Linked DNA regions of Sus scrofa: regions 2, 3 and 4 are each linked to region 1. A link is a contact called in public HiChIP or PLAC-seq and promoter capture Hi-C data. All regions are on one chromosome and are shown on one strand. The core of a region is the stretch at or near the end of the contact, and the rest is flanking DNA. Distances in the headings are between cores, read along the strand shown. Region 1 holds the start of MRPS18A (39S ribosomal protein S18a, mitochondrial). Region 2 has its middle 59 kb from the start of TMEM63B. Region 3 holds the start of C7H6orf223. Region 4 holds the start of TMEM63B (CSC1-like protein 2).

What was found. Promoter capture Hi-C pulls out the DNA fragments that hold promoters and counts their contacts. HiChIP or PLAC-seq counts read pairs in DNA pulled down with a chosen protein or histone mark.
Region 2: an H3K27ac HiChIP or PLAC-seq map of alveolar macrophages shows a contact between it and region 1. The contact joins the enhancer-like site here to the promoter of MRPS18A in region 1. A contact is called at or near these places in 4 of 47 Hi-C or Micro-C datasets (fetal liver, psoas muscle, retroperitoneal adipose tissue and 1 more) and 2 of 2 datasets of contacts at active chromatin or transcription factors (alveolar macrophages and skeletal muscle).
Region 3: an H3K27ac HiChIP or PLAC-seq map of alveolar macrophages shows a contact between it and region 1. The contact joins the promoter of C7H6orf223 here to the promoter of MRPS18A in region 1. A contact is called at or near these places in 1 of 47 Hi-C or Micro-C datasets (embryonic fibroblasts) and 2 of 2 datasets of contacts at active chromatin or transcription factors (alveolar macrophages and skeletal muscle).
Region 4: a contact with region 1 is called in a promoter capture Hi-C map of fetal liver, with 4 times the contacts expected there. The contact joins the promoter of TMEM63B here to the promoter of MRPS18A in region 1. A contact is called at or near these places in 2 of 5 promoter capture datasets (fetal liver and liver) and 1 of 2 datasets of contacts at active chromatin or transcription factors (alveolar macrophages).

What each region holds. Positions count from the first base shown.
Region 1 is chr7:38,655,726-38,659,051 of Sscrofa11.1, forward strand. It overlaps MRPS18A (39S ribosomal protein S18a, mitochondrial), which reads right to left and starts at 1,747. Exons shown (of 7, transcript XM_021098784.1): 1 at 1,208-1,747. The coding sequence starts at 1,306.
Region 2 is chr7:39,077,394-39,080,821 of Sscrofa11.1, forward strand. No RefSeq gene overlaps it. Among named protein-coding and RNA genes, the nearest start is that of TMEM63B, 59 kb to the right of the region's middle. Within about 2 kb of position 1,783, at least 37 of the 83 cell types and tissues checked have an H3K27ac peak or open chromatin away from gene starts, as enhancers often do. A contact at or near this core is called in alveolar macrophages and retroperitoneal adipose tissue, where this site is marked.
Region 3 is chr7:38,991,642-38,995,183 of Sscrofa11.1, forward strand. It overlaps C7H6orf223, which reads left to right and starts at 1,800. Exons shown (of 5, transcript XM_021100037.1): 1 at 1,800-1,962. The coding sequence starts at 1,800.
Region 4 is chr7:39,136,418-39,140,139 of Sscrofa11.1, forward strand. It overlaps TMEM63B (CSC1-like protein 2), which reads left to right and starts at 1,267. Exons shown (of 24, transcript XM_005666056.3): 1 at 1,267-1,541. It overlaps MRPL14 (39S ribosomal protein L14, mitochondrial), which reads right to left and starts at 1,919. Exons shown (of 3, transcript XM_001929561.5): 1 at 1,797-1,919.

The DNA.
Region 1 (3,326 bases), core at 497-2,996:
CTAAATTCTTCAAATCCATCTATTTCCACTCTTCATGAATTATCTCTGATTTCCCCAAACTGGATTCCTTGTCTGCCATTCCATGGAAGTTGCTGTTTGAAAGCTAAAAAAAGGGACATCTTCTGAGATAAATTCAATGTTCTCTCCAATGGGCTCTTCTTTTTAGACTTTTCTGCTCCCTCTGACAACAATGATCTCTATTTTCCTCTGGATACATCTCAGTTTTAGTTAGAGGATGTAATGGTCAATACTATGCCAGAATCTTAAAAACAAGCAAGCAACAAACAAAAAACCCCACTTCACTTCGTTTGCACATCACTCATCCTTTCCTGTTTCCAGCAGTGTACAAAGGAAGGCTTTGTCCTGAAAGATCTTTTCATTCACTGCCAGATTCCATCCTTTTATGAGCTTATTAAAGACACATCCCCTTCATGAAAACTTCTAATAGGGTTTGCTGTTTCCGGTAACTGAATCTCCCTGTACTTTCTCATGTAAATTCCTAATATATACACACCACCTTATTAGAACCTAACTTCTCAGGAAAAGGGCTGTATTTTCATTTTTTCCAAAATCCCTTGAAAGCTTTCAATACAGAACTTGGCCGTCAGTAAGCTCCCGGCTCAATACTAGAATCAGGCTGCCTGTCCAAGATTTAAGATTAATGAAAAGTAGAACCACCATCCAGCATATGCCTCTAGTTCAGCGGTTCAGCCGCCTTTCCACTTTAGCTTCTACTTCTCAGGGAGACTGGACAGAAAAGCCACTATTGGATTACAGCATTTTCAGGTGAGAAGCTGGAAAAGGAGGCCCTCGGGAAGGAACGAATCTTTAATCGAGATGTCCTTTCCGGATGGCGCAGGAAACCTTTAATGAAGGAGGCGGCCGCCCGAAGAATACGGAACGAATTACGACGCAGACGCTAAGCAAGAGCTTTTTTGAATCCTGGGACATGTTTCTTTTCTGCCCTTGCTAAATAAGCAAGCCTTTCTCTCCGATCTCCGTCCCCGTGAGGGCACTCACGCTGGGTGAGAGATTAAGGTTACAGCATCATGATGTGGAAAGGGATTTCAAGCACTCGGGAGCGCCAGCATTTCCGACGTTTCAGAACCGCAGGAAGGACAGGGAGGGAGGGGCGCAAGGGGGCTTAAGGAAGCAAACTTCCCTTCTTCACTTCAACCTTAGGAGGTCACCAGGACCGAGGACTCACCTTCTCTGAAGCCGCGAGATGGAGGCCGAGCCCAGCTGGTCGCGGCCGGGCCTGCCAGGAGCCCTCGGAGTAGCCGTCCACAGCCAGACACCAGAACATTGAGACCCACCATCTTGAAAACCAATCCCGACCTTTGTGCACTTCCGCTTCCGGAACGGCGCGCGCGCAGCCGCAGTGGTGGGCAGGAAGTGTGCGTCTTGTGGGCTTCCCGCTCCGTTATTTAGGTCATTTACATTTCCTCACCTCTCGGGCTTTGAGCTGAGTCTGTGTCAATCCTGTACCTTATTCCGAGGGTCCGGGGGAGGTCTTTAGCTCCTGTCTGCTAGTCCTCAAAGTCTCCAAGGTCGCCTTCGTTTCCTGGCAGGCTGCTTCGGTAAAATCACCCGCACTACCCCTATTTCTTTAAAACTTTTTCTTTTTTGCTGGTCAGATGTGGATTTTCAGCTTCTTGAGACTGGGGCTCGGTCTCTACCGGCAAGGTTGAAATGGTTTGGAACAGCAGCTATCTCGTAGACCTGGGATTGAATTAATACCCCGTCCCCGCCCCTCCCTACCTTGGCCTTTAATTCTTTTGTCTCAGCGCTTTCCTTTCGCTGGTGAACGTATTTCTCAGGGTCAGTTCAGACCTCACTTACACTGTGGAGTCTTAACTTCCCAGTTACTGGTTCTCAGCACCAGATACCTCTCCATCTTTGTACTCTGCCTAGTTTCAGCTTTGTATTTGTATAATGCGTTTCCTCACCAAACTGGAAACTCATTGAAGGCAAAGACATTGTTTTTTGGTTGACTTTCGTATCTACAGCACTTAGCACAGTGCCTGACACATAATGAGTGATACATATGTTACATGTGTGTATGTGTATATATATACACACGTACACATATAAAATGTATATAATGCAGGTAATGTGTGTAAAGTATGTATGTATATATCTACATTATATGTATACATACAATTACATATATATGTATGTATGGATATATCTACATTATATGTATACATACAATTACATATATATGTATATATAATAAAACATTTTATATGGTTAAGATTAGATGAGATAAAACATAAGTTAAACATAAACATAAGCTCATTAATAAAGCAATTATTGAGATGGCCTTTTTGCTAGGTACTTATGACAAATTTGACATACTTGCCTAATAAGGAAGCTTATAGTACCAAGAAGAAAACAAGACTGCTCAGTTTTCCATCTTTTGGACTTGCAGGATGTATATAGGATATTCCCCTAGAAGTACAAAAGAAAAGAAAGTCATTCACAACTCAATTCCTCCATATGGTGGTTAGGATACTCTTTTCCACACCGGAAGGGATATTTTCCAGTTATCGTACTCTGATTCATAGATGGGAAGATTGAGTTCATTAAATGGCAGAACATGTTCCCTGGGGGTTAGGGAAGGAGCCCATCTTCCAGTTGGGACTGCCATGCAGGTGGACTGGGAGGATACAGAGCAGCAACTGCATGGGGGACTTGAATGGTATCACCATAGGTGAGAGTGGGAGAAATGTGGCATTGGATTTTCTTAAAACACTGCATTTAGCAAAGACATGTCCTAGGAAGGGGAAGCTTGCAGGAAAGGTCAATCTAGGTGGGTGAGACAGACACAATGATTATTGAGTGGAGCAGAGGGTTTTGGTGGGGTATATGCCTCGGAGATCTGGCCAGGATCAGGAAATCCTTGGCTTTCCTTGTAGCTTCTGCTTTCCTTCTGTACATATGACCTCAAACCCTTCCTGCTTGTACCATACCCCTTGTTTCTTTACGTCCCCAACTTCTGGGGATCTGACAGGGATGAGAGCAGTAACAGAGCCTCACCTAGGGTTTGTTTTAGACCTAGTGAGCTAAAGTATTTGAGTGCTAACCTTCTCATTGTCTTATCCTAATTTAACATAATCAAATTTTATTTTAAAAAACAACTTATATTTTCTACAATAACAAGTGACATGTGATCATTGTAAAAAGAAAATGAAGCAATAAAGTAAAAAGAAAAGTAATATTTGAGTTCCCTTGGTGGCTCATCTGGCATTGTCACTTCTGTAGCTCTGGTCACTTCTGTGGCATGGGTTTGGACCCTGGCCTGGGAGCTTTCACATGCTGCA
Region 2 (3,428 bases), core at 533-3,032, 420 kb after region 1:
AGCCTTTAGTGTAGGGTGAAACAAGACTTGGGATTTTCTCTGTATTACAACCAGGGATCATGATGGACACTTGCAACCACAGCTCTGAGTCATAAGAACTCACATGTTCTATAACCTCTGATTAAGAAGGCAGGAAAGTGTGTAATATCCACTAGTGATTTCCATCCCAAATATCTCTTTTTAAGGTCTCAGATATGAATGTCTGGAAAACTAGCATGAAATGGTTCATTCTTAGAAGATGACAGAAGTATGACATATTACTGGTTTCTCTGTAGTTTTCGCAAAACCCACCTCCAAATTCCAAGGAGATCTGGAATATGTATTCACTCTCTCTGGAAACATAGCTGAAGGAAATGTCCCCAGCCTTCCAGACAGTCCACACACAATAATTTAAAAAAAAAAAAAAGATTTAGCTCTTACAAAGCACCTGCCTCCAACACGTGAAGCATGTTATATGCAGACTCCACATTAATCCTCAACAGCTCCACTAGGTGAAAGCTGTGCTCCCCTTAGACGGGAAACTGAGGCTCAATGAGAAAATTTGAGCAAGGTCAAGTTAACATGTGAGAAAAAACCCTCAGCCACCTTCACCCCACATGCCACCAGCCAGTCCCCTTCAACTCATCCCCTCTAACAGGAGGTCCAACAGGTGGCCAGTCCTATTCAAACCCCCCATTTGAGGAGTTCCCATTGTGGCTCATCAGGTTAAGAACCTGACTAGTATCCATGAAGATGTGGGTTTCATCCCTGACCTCGCTCAGTGGGTTAAGGATCTGGCGTTGCCGCAAGCTGTGGCATAGGTCACAAATGTGCCTTGGATCTGGCATTGCTGTGGCTGTGGCTGTGCCAGCAGCTGCAATTCTGATTCCACCTCCAGCCTGGGAACTTCCATATGCCATGGGTGCGGCCCTAAAAAAAAAAAAAAAAACAACCTTTGCAAGGGCCTGCACCTGCCTTGCCCAAGGCCGGAGCAGCACAGAGAGGCCTCATCCCATGCCTCTGAGGGGCAGGGAGGGTGGAGTGAGGTGCCAGCCTATGCCAACTAGGGAAGGAAGGGGCAGCCTCCAGGCCACCCATTTACCAGCTTCCAGGGTCAGGAGCTCAGAAAGTGGGGAGGGTGCCTGGGGAATTAGGAGATCACTTCCAAGATGAGCACTGCCTGTCACAGGCTGGCATGTCCTCTCCCCACAGACTGTGTTCACCATACCACACCTTTGCCAGCAGTGTGGGCAGAGCCCAGTCCTCTCCTGGATGCCGCAGGGAGTGGGAGTTGTACAGGTGACATACAGAGGGAAGAGGTGACAGGGATAGAGGTCAAAGAACTCATTTGTTTGTCCTTGACAGCCATCTGTCAAGGGCCTCTAGAGGCCTCGTATGGCCTGCCCTGGATTCTGGTACAGCTGAGAGCTCCTGGGGCAAAGGTGGAACTATAGAGTTGTGAATCTAGTCCCCAAGGGACCAGAGTTTTCAGCCGTCTGTGACCCCCAGCCCAGGACCCAGCCAACTGTCAAACAATGACCCAGGGGATGAAGAGGGCTAGAGAATCAATTCATTTCAGCACCCAGCTACCGTGAAGCGCCTACTGCGCGCGAAGGTCCGTGCCGTTGGAGTGGATGATGAAAAGGGGCCTGGGGAGAGGTAGGGTTTGCTGGAAGGCGGACAGAATGCAGAGGATGACCCGGAGCGGAGGGTACCCCACCACCGAGCATCCCCATCCACCGCGCGCAGAGGAGCCGCGCGCTCCAGGGACCGGCGCGCGCGCTCCGGGCCGGCGCCGCACGCGCACGCGCACCCGCAGCCGCTCCCCCGCCCGTGCGGCTCCGGCTCCCGCGCGCGCGCACTTGAGGCCTCCCTTGTGCGTCTCCTCCATTCGCTACGTGCAGAATGGTCCGTCGGCAGCAGCTGCAGCGCCGGGTGGGAGGGGGAGGAGGAGGGGAGGGGGAGGCGGCGCCCAGGTCTGGAGGAGGGGCCGTGGCGGGACGGGACGCCGAGGGCTGGGGGAGAGGGGCTGCGAGGGGACCCTGGGTGGGCGCCACGCTCTCCCCCTCCCCCCCTCGCCGTCGCTCCCTACTTCAAGGCCATTCCGGCCAGCCCCCTGTTCCCTCCCTGGACGTCTCGGAACCTAGCCGACCAAGAGGGTTTTTCTCCGTGTTGTCCTTTCCCCCAAAACCCAAAACCCAAACCCAAGAAAGAACCACTCCTGCTGTCCCCGCTCCCCTCTTCCCCTTCCAGTACCATTCCCAGGCTTTTGTGTGAGTGAGATGACCCACAGCCAGTGCTTCTCCATTCCGCCTTTCATGGGGTGGGGTCCCTAAGAGGTACTGTAGCCTCATCCTCCTCTCTCTTACCACCCTCCCGGAGGAAGGGAGATGGACAGGATGGACGCTGGAGTCTATTTCCCAGGGTTTCCACAGGGGTAAGCCCAGCGTCTCATACACGCACTCGAAGAGGGCGGCAGAAAGGTCTGATGGCCCCGAAGAACAGGCTGCTCTATGTCCAAAGGACTGAATATTAGGAGGATCCCCCCTGGACTGGCATGAATTCACTGGCCTTACGGGGCTGTGTCCTATACACCTGTGTGTAAAGAGCTCCCCAAGAATGCAGTGATTAGAAGCCACCAAAGGATGGATGATATATCTCTGGAAGATCCCAGACAGACCAGCCCCCCGGTGCTGCCAGGAATCCAGATGTGGCCCAGATGTCCACAGCAGCTCCTCCCACAGGGTGGGACACCAGCTATTCTATACAGCCCCTCCCAACACTTCTCTCAGGGTCAGGGGAGGAAAGCTGGCGACCTCCAGTGCCCCGTCCTCATTTGGGCTGCTGGGAGGGGGCAGCGCCTTCATCCTCTGCCCTCCAGGGGCCACCTGGGTTCACGTCCAAGGCAGCCACCTGGGTTCAACATGTGGTCCAATCTCTAGCCCTCTGCTGACAGGTTAAGTCTAGATCGCCAGGAAGAAAGGCGTCCTGGGTCAGTTTCCTTTCACACAATCGGACCCATGAGCCTGGGTTTTGCACAGTGCCTCGATCCAGGGAAGCGGATTCGCTCCCTCCCCGGTACCTCCGGCTTTTGGGAGGCGCCCTCTGCTGGCCACTGGGAACTGATGGAAATGTATTTGCATTTGCTGCTGCACTCATGGATCTGGAAAAGGGGACAAAAACTCAGAGAAACAAATGAAAACCAGGAGCCAAGGAAGAGTGGTGGCTGGGCTGGCCCCAAGTAAGGGAGACATGCTGAAGAGTTTTGAGCCAGCTTTCAGGGACAGGGGAAGGCAACCAAGCTGGAAGATGGGGGCTCAGGACACCCAGGGATAGCCCTGCCTGGGTCCAGGAGTCCCTGCCCCTGCCCCGATGGCTCACACTCCCTCGGATTCTGACAGCTGCTGTGCCCTGCCAGGGGGCCGTCCCTTGTCCCAAACCGCCAGCCT
Region 3 (3,542 bases), core at 550-3,049, 340 kb after region 1:
GCAATGGCAGGAGGAAACTGCTAATACCCAAGAGGAGTTCCCGTCGTGGCGCAGTGGAAATGAATCCGACTAGGAAGCTTGAGGTTGCAGGTTTGATCCCTGGCCTCGCTCAGTGGGTTAAGGATCCAATGTTGCTGTGAGCTGTGGTCTGGGTCACAGACGCGGCTTGAATCTTGCATTGCTGTGGCTGTGGCATAGGCCGGGTAGTTCTTGATTTGACCCCTAGCCTGGGAACGTCCATATGCCGCAGGTGCGGCCCTAAAAAGCAAAATAATAATAATAATAACAACAACAACAAGAATGATCACTAATGTTTAGAGCACTTACTATGCGCTTGCTGTATCTACAACATCTAAGTGCTGTTATCTACAACATCTCAGGACTCCTCACTACAACTCTCTGAGACATGGTATAACTAAATGCAGTTTATAGTTTGGAAGATGGAGGCACAAAGAGATCTGGCTTGTCCCAAGTCCCACAGCTAGAAAGTGTCAGAGCCAGGAGTGGCACCCAAAGCCACCATCTCTGTGTAGGACATCTGGGTGGAGGCTGACATTAGAGACCAGTTTAAACAGTGTGGGTATGAGTACACACGCATACACACTGCCCAGGAAGGGGCCAAGTGAAGCTGAGCCACAGTGTACAGAAGTAATCGGAGTAAGGCCGAGTTGACTCAGGCACAGTTCCTGGCAGAGATGAGTGGTGTGTCAGGGCTCAGAGGAAGTGAGAGACAGAGGCCATTCCCGGTGTATGGGACCCTGGTGTGTGTGTGGGGGGGGGGACCCTGGGCAGAACTAATCTCCAAAAGCTCTTGAACATGACCTTGAACAGTGGACATGTTGAAAAGAGTTCTTGGAATGATGGAGTGGTGACACCTTGGGGGTGGTGATGGAAGTCCTGGTGTGGGAGCAGAGTGATGGTGCTGAAGCTGATGGCAGTGATTGTGTGACGGAGGAGGTGACAGTGGAACGGAGATGGATGTGTCGGTGATGGTGGTGGTGGGGACGAAGATGGGAATGGAATTAGTGAGAGAGGCAGGAGCCTAAAATCCACTTCCTTTATAGACTCTTGCACAGCCCTTTATAGTTCATAGCAGCCATCACACACCCTCATCCTCACAGCCACTTTTGGGCGGACTTTTTTATCTTCATTTTATGAAGGATGAAGTTGAGCCACAAACCAGGCACATTCTGCTTGCCCAAGGTCACCAGGCCAGAAAGCCGGCCCAGGCTCACCACCTTCAGGGCTCCTCCTGGTGTGGAGTGAGGTGTGGAGTGAGGTGCCAGGGCGGCGTCATGGTGCCATGGGTGGGTGACTCCCAACACAGAGGGCTCAGCGGTCCTCGATTTGGGGGAGCAGGGAGCAGACAAGCTGGGTGACAGAGGAAGCACTTCTAATCCCGGCCCCATCACCCACATGCTGTGACCTTCTCTGGGCGGCAGCCAGGGCAGATGTCAGCTGCCAGGTGACAGAGGGCCTGCGGGGCAGAGCCAGGGCAGCCTGGCAGGAGCCCCACGCACCGAGAGGATGAAGTCAGCAGAGGGAAATATCCCTGGAGTCAGAGGAATGCTTGCTTTGGGGTGACATTCCTGGAAAGTTCTGCTCTGATTGGCTTGAGTTTGGGGATTCGGCACAGGCCTTCCCAGTCAGGAGTGAGGTTATTAATAAACCCTGTCCTGTCCTCTGCCCTCACTCTGGGGAGAAGGCAGGGCTTCCTGGGGCTTCTGGCCCCTCACCCCAGGGGTGGTGAGTCCCAGTGTGGGTAGCTGGAGACAGAGACTGAGCCCTTAGGTCTAGGCATGGGGTGCAAAGCCCTGCATCCCCCAGACTACATCCCCCAGCTCCCTGCAGCCCCAGGGCTCCTCTGCTTCAGCCACAGGCTCCAGGGGCTTCGAGAAATGGCCAATGGTGTATATGTGAGCCCACGGGGCTACAAGCATGCATGGGTGCCTGTGTGCAGATGTGAGTCCTGTGTGCAGACGCGAGTGCCTCTGTGCAGGTTTGGGTGCCTGTGTGCAGGCCTGGGTGTCTGTGTGCTGGCGTGGGTACCTGGACAGAGTTCGAGGGTGGTAATGGGCTCCTGGGGTACACATGTGCAAGGGACCGTTGCAGTGGGCCTGGAAAAGCATAAATCGCGTCTCAGCTGCTGGCAAGTGTGTGCCCTGGGTGATGTGTGTGGGTGGCAGCAGGGGGATGGGGGACACGCAGTGGGTGGCAGTGGGGGAGGGGTGCTAAGGCCTCAGGAACAGGCAGCATCCGGCCCCCCACCCCAGGCGCTTCCCTCTACAGCTCATTAGCACCCAAGGCCTAAATTTACTGCCTCCGCTTCCCCACCCTCTGGTTCTGCCCTCATTAGGCTCCTGCCCCTCTCCTAGGACAGCAGATGGGGAGAGGAACAGACTCCTCCGACTCCTCCTCGTCCGTCTGCATGGTCTGCATGCAGGATCCTCTGGGTGGGGGGCGAGGGAAAGTCCTGGGGGCAGGGCAGAGGGGAGGCGGGCATAGAACTTAATATAGTCACAGGGCAGGCCGAGGAGGATGTCGGCTCCTATTACACCTGCCACCCTGTGTCCCCAGTCCCTATCATATGACCCAGCTCCTGCTGGCAAGGCGTGGGCGGGTGAGAAGCACCTGGTCCAGGGCGGTGCTGGGGTGCCCTACGCTCTGACCTTCTACACACCCTTAAAGGAAGCACCTCTTCCAGCTGGTCCTCCTGGCAAGGAGTAGGGCACCGCTCTCCATTCAGCATGGCTCAGCCCTTCAGTCCTGACCCCCAGGGGGCCAGGCCAGGAAGCAGGGGAAGGAGTTGAGGGGGTGCCCTCTAGCACTGATTCCAGCACAGCTGCCAAAGGAACAGGTCCTTCTGATCCATAACCTCTCCCCCGCCCTCCCTCACCCCCCAGATCCACAGTCCCATGCCATGGCATGCCCATGGGCAGAGCCCTGAGCTAGGTGGAGGGGTCAGTGCCAGGAGAGGGAGCAGAGCGGCCAAGTCAACCACCCCCCTCCCGCTCACTCCAAGAAATCAGTGTGTGTGCTGTGAAAGTCAGGTTCAAGACAAGCTCCTCCCGGAGTTCCCATCATGGCGCAGTGGTTAACGAATCCGACTAGGAACCATGAAGTTTCGGGTTTGATTCCTGGCCTTGCTCAGTGGGTTAAGGATCTGGCTGCCATGAGCTGTGGTGTAGGTCACAGACGCGGCTTGGATCCTGCATTGCTGTGGCTCTGGCACAGGCTGGTGGCGACAGCTCCGATTAGACCCCTAGCCTGGGAACCTCCATGTGCAGCAGGAGCGGCCCTAGAAAAGGCAAAAAAAAAAAGACAAGCTCTTCCCCAAACCCCTACGTGTAGAAACCCCAGAGCCCACGCTGATGGGGAGACACAGCCCTGCCTTCAGGGACCCCCCATCTGCTGGAGTTACAGCGCCAAATCCCCTCCATTAAGCTTCTTTTGTGACCTTGGGAATTTGCTCAACACATTTGAGCCTCTGCTTTCTTGTCTGTGAAATGGCAACACTGCCACATCCTTCAAAGATAGTTTGT
Region 4 (3,722 bases), core at 17-2,516, 480 kb after region 1:
GAAAATGCAGGCTGAGGAAGGCAAGAGTGCAAACAGGAGAACACAGGAAACAGATGTGTTGTGTACCTCTCTGTGACACGCAGAAACACACTGTACAACACTTCCTAATAATACACACTCATGTGTGTGTATATGAGGAAGCAAGCATCCAGAAACACTATTTCATTCTTTTTTTTTTTTCTATTCTACATCACTTCTTTTCTTTTTCTGTCTCTTTTTTGGGGGGAGGGGTGCACCCGAGGTATATGGAGGTAACCAGGCTAGAGGTGGAGTTCAAGCTTCAGCTGCCAGCCTACACCACAGCCACAGCAACACAGGATCCAAGCCTCATCTGAGACCTACACCACAGCTCACCACAATGCCCAATCCCTTAACGAGGGAGGCCAGGGATCAATATTGCGTCCTCATTGATACCAGTCAGATTCGTTTCTACTGAGCCACAACAGGAACTCTTCACTTTTTTTCTTTTTTTTTTTTTTTTGTCTTTTTGCCATTTCTTGGGCCGCTCCCGCGGCATATAGAGGTTCCCAGGCTAGGGGTCCAATCAGAGCTGTAGCCACCAGCCTACGCCAGAGTCACAGCAATGCGGGATCCGAGCCACGTCTGCAACCTACACCACAGCTCACGGCAATGCTGGATCCTTAACCCACTGAGCAAGGGCAGGGATCGAACCCGCAACCTCATGGTTCCTAGTCGGATTCGTTAACCACTGCGCCACGACAGGAACTCCATTTCTTAAATGATAGCCACGATCCACCAAATGGACTTCCAATCAACCAACGGGATGCAGTTTGAATGAGGATTCAGTTTGAACTGCATCAAAACCTTACAGTTATATCCCACAAGCTACTAATGAACTCTTTTAAAAAAAAAACAGCAGACAGCAAAGACACTGACCAACCACAAGAACCAGACACACCAGGTAGGCAGTGCCCTTCCTCGGTCCAGCAGCCCAGACTGAAGCATCTCCCAACCTTCCCACTTTTCCCCAGCAGCCTAAGTCGCTCTTTTGTGAAACCCTTTATCAATTCAGTCCATTCAATCTCTTAGGGTGGCAAAGTTCAATTACTGCCCATCGTGTAAAGCACTATTTCTCTTCTGTCCCAGACTGTCTCTCTTCAAGCCTGAAGGGATAAGACCCTTCCAGGAACCCAAAATTGAACGAACAAGTTGGTACTCCGTGTGACTTTGTGATCTGTCCTGTGGGTAACATACAGGAGTATGCACACGCGCAGACACACCCACACCCACATCTCTCTCATCTTCCCAGTCTTAATCCCTGGCAGATGCAGCCTCTGGTGAAATGAGAAACCTGGGAACCCCCTGGGGCCGGGGGAGCCACTCATCGGCATGACAGTGAAAGCGGTGGACTCATTCTCCACAGTACAGAAGTGCCAGCAAACGAGTCACAAAGTCATCTCAGGGCCCGGGTTGGAAAAGGAAAGGGAGAAGTAGACAAACCCGAGGAGCTGCGCCAGAGTGACCGACCGAGGCCACCTCGCGTGGCCGGCCAGCACCCCGCCCCTTCCTCGGGAAAGTAGGTAAGCGGGGGCGCGGGGTCGCAGAGGCCACGGGAGCCCGGGCGACCTTGGGGAGTGGGAGGGCGGAGGGTCTGGGTTAGAGGCCTCCCTCCCCGTCGGGACCCTCCCACTGCCCCTCTGCCCCCAAAGGGCCCAAGATCCTCCCCTTCCTCACCCACCCAGGGGAGTCCGCCTCCCCTACTGCGGGGAGCAGAGAGAGAGGGGAAGCAGCAGAGTTAGGAGCGTGACGTCCCCTACCCGCCCCCCACTCCATACCGCCTTCGCCGCCCTGGAATATCCCGCTGCAGGCCCCACTGGCCCAGGGCCGCCTTCCCCCCCACGCGGCCTGTAGTCCTGCGCCTGCGCATCGGACCCAGCTGGGCGGGCGGCGATCTGAGAGTGCGCGCGCGCCTTGCGTGAGCTGGCGTGGGGGGTGGGACCTTCGTGGCCACGCCCCTCCTCCTCCCCCTCCCTCCTCCCGCTCCCCCTCCCCCAGACACAGCCGCGGCCGCCGCAGGAGCCCGGAGCTCGAGCCGCCCAGCGACTCCCCCTCCCCCTCCCCCAGCCCCGCCCCGCCCCAACCCGGGGCTCGGAGCTGGAGCCGAGTCTGCGCCTGGGGGTGAGTACGCGACCCTTCCCCGGCCCCCTCTCTTTTCTTTGAGGATCCCACCACCATCCAAAGAAAAACCCCGGACTCGGCTGCGCGTCCCCTCCCTTCAGCCTCCTGCGGGACCCAGAGGTGCCCGGGCCCGCGGGACCCAGTGGTGCCGGGCGCTGCCCCCAACCCCGCACCATCCTGAAGCAATAATATGAGTCCTCCACCCCCTACAGGGGGTCCAGAGGTACACCGCCTTGTGTCCCCACCCCTTGAGAGATCCGAGGGGTGGGACCCCTCTCCCCTGGCCCCCTAGCTCCTCTCTTCTCCCACCTGCCCGGTCCAGGTGCGCGTCCCCTCCGCGCCCCTCCGGGGTTCCAGCTGCGCCCCATCAGCCCGCCGCCGCTGTGGGGAATCTGCCGCCCCCGCCCCCGAGTTTTGGATTCCACTGTCGCCAAGTCCAATGCCCTCGGTGTCTTTTATCTTTTCTCCTGCTCCAGGGGCCGAGTACCCCCGAGGTCGGCCCGGGGTAGGGGTTTGGGCTCCGGCAAAGGCAGGGTTCGCGAGTGCTGGCATGAGGCCGGCCGCTGCCCCAGCCCGACTAGGGACTGGTTGGAGGACTGGGGAGGCGACTGGCCCCGGGAGCGTGTCCTCTCCTTGCGCCCCGCACAGTGCAGTTCATTCATGAGCTGCCCGGGCCTGCCTTGGAGGGTGCGGTGGGGAAAAGATTCGGACGCGGAACCGGAGTGGGGCAAAGGCCCTGTTGGGGGGAGGGGGTGTGCTTTGTCCCTCCTGGCCTTCTTGACTACCTAGAGAGGACAGTTCCAAAGCTTTGGCGCCTTGTTCCCCAGAAGAGAAGGACGCTTGGGAAGTGGCGATGAGAGGTCAGAGGGGCCGGCTGCCCTTGAGGCTCTGTGCTGCCACCTGCCTAGGTCCTCTGGGTGGAGGTCTGGCCACTCAGCGCTCCACTTCCCAGGAGGCGGGTGGGGGGCGTTCGGCCAGCCGGAGGGTCAGGACTCCTGTACCTAGGACCACTCTGGAGCCTCTCCCTGGGTCTGCAGCAGCCCGGGATGAGTGAGGCTATGCCCAGCCCCTCCTGAGGAGGGGTTCCCAGTCCTGCCTCCCAGGAACATGTGAGGAGGGGAGTGGCAGTGTCTGACAGGCTTCCATCGTGGGGGGTGGGTGCTAGCATCATGTCCCTCCTCCAGGGTACCAGAGGGTCTAGGCCCTGGCATGCCCCAGGTGGCACATGCTGGGGCCTGCTATTGGCTCACCCAACTGGGTCTTGGCCTATGGGTGGGTGCGTAGGGACGTGGCCAGGCAGAGGGCAGGTTGTGAGTAGCTAAGAACCCCCTTTTGGACATCCTACAAGTTCCCTCCAATTTTAACAGTCCTGGAGACCTGGGTTCAAATTCCAGCTCTGCCATTCTTTAGCTGTGTGACCTTGACGAGTTACTTAACCTGTCTGTTTCAATTAAAAAGTATGTTTACTACCACCTCCTTACAAGATTAATCAAACTAGATAGTACAGGTAGAGAGCCTGGCACCCTGCCTGGTAGTTGATCGATAACGAGTTCTCTTCTCTGAACTTCTGACCCATCCTGGCA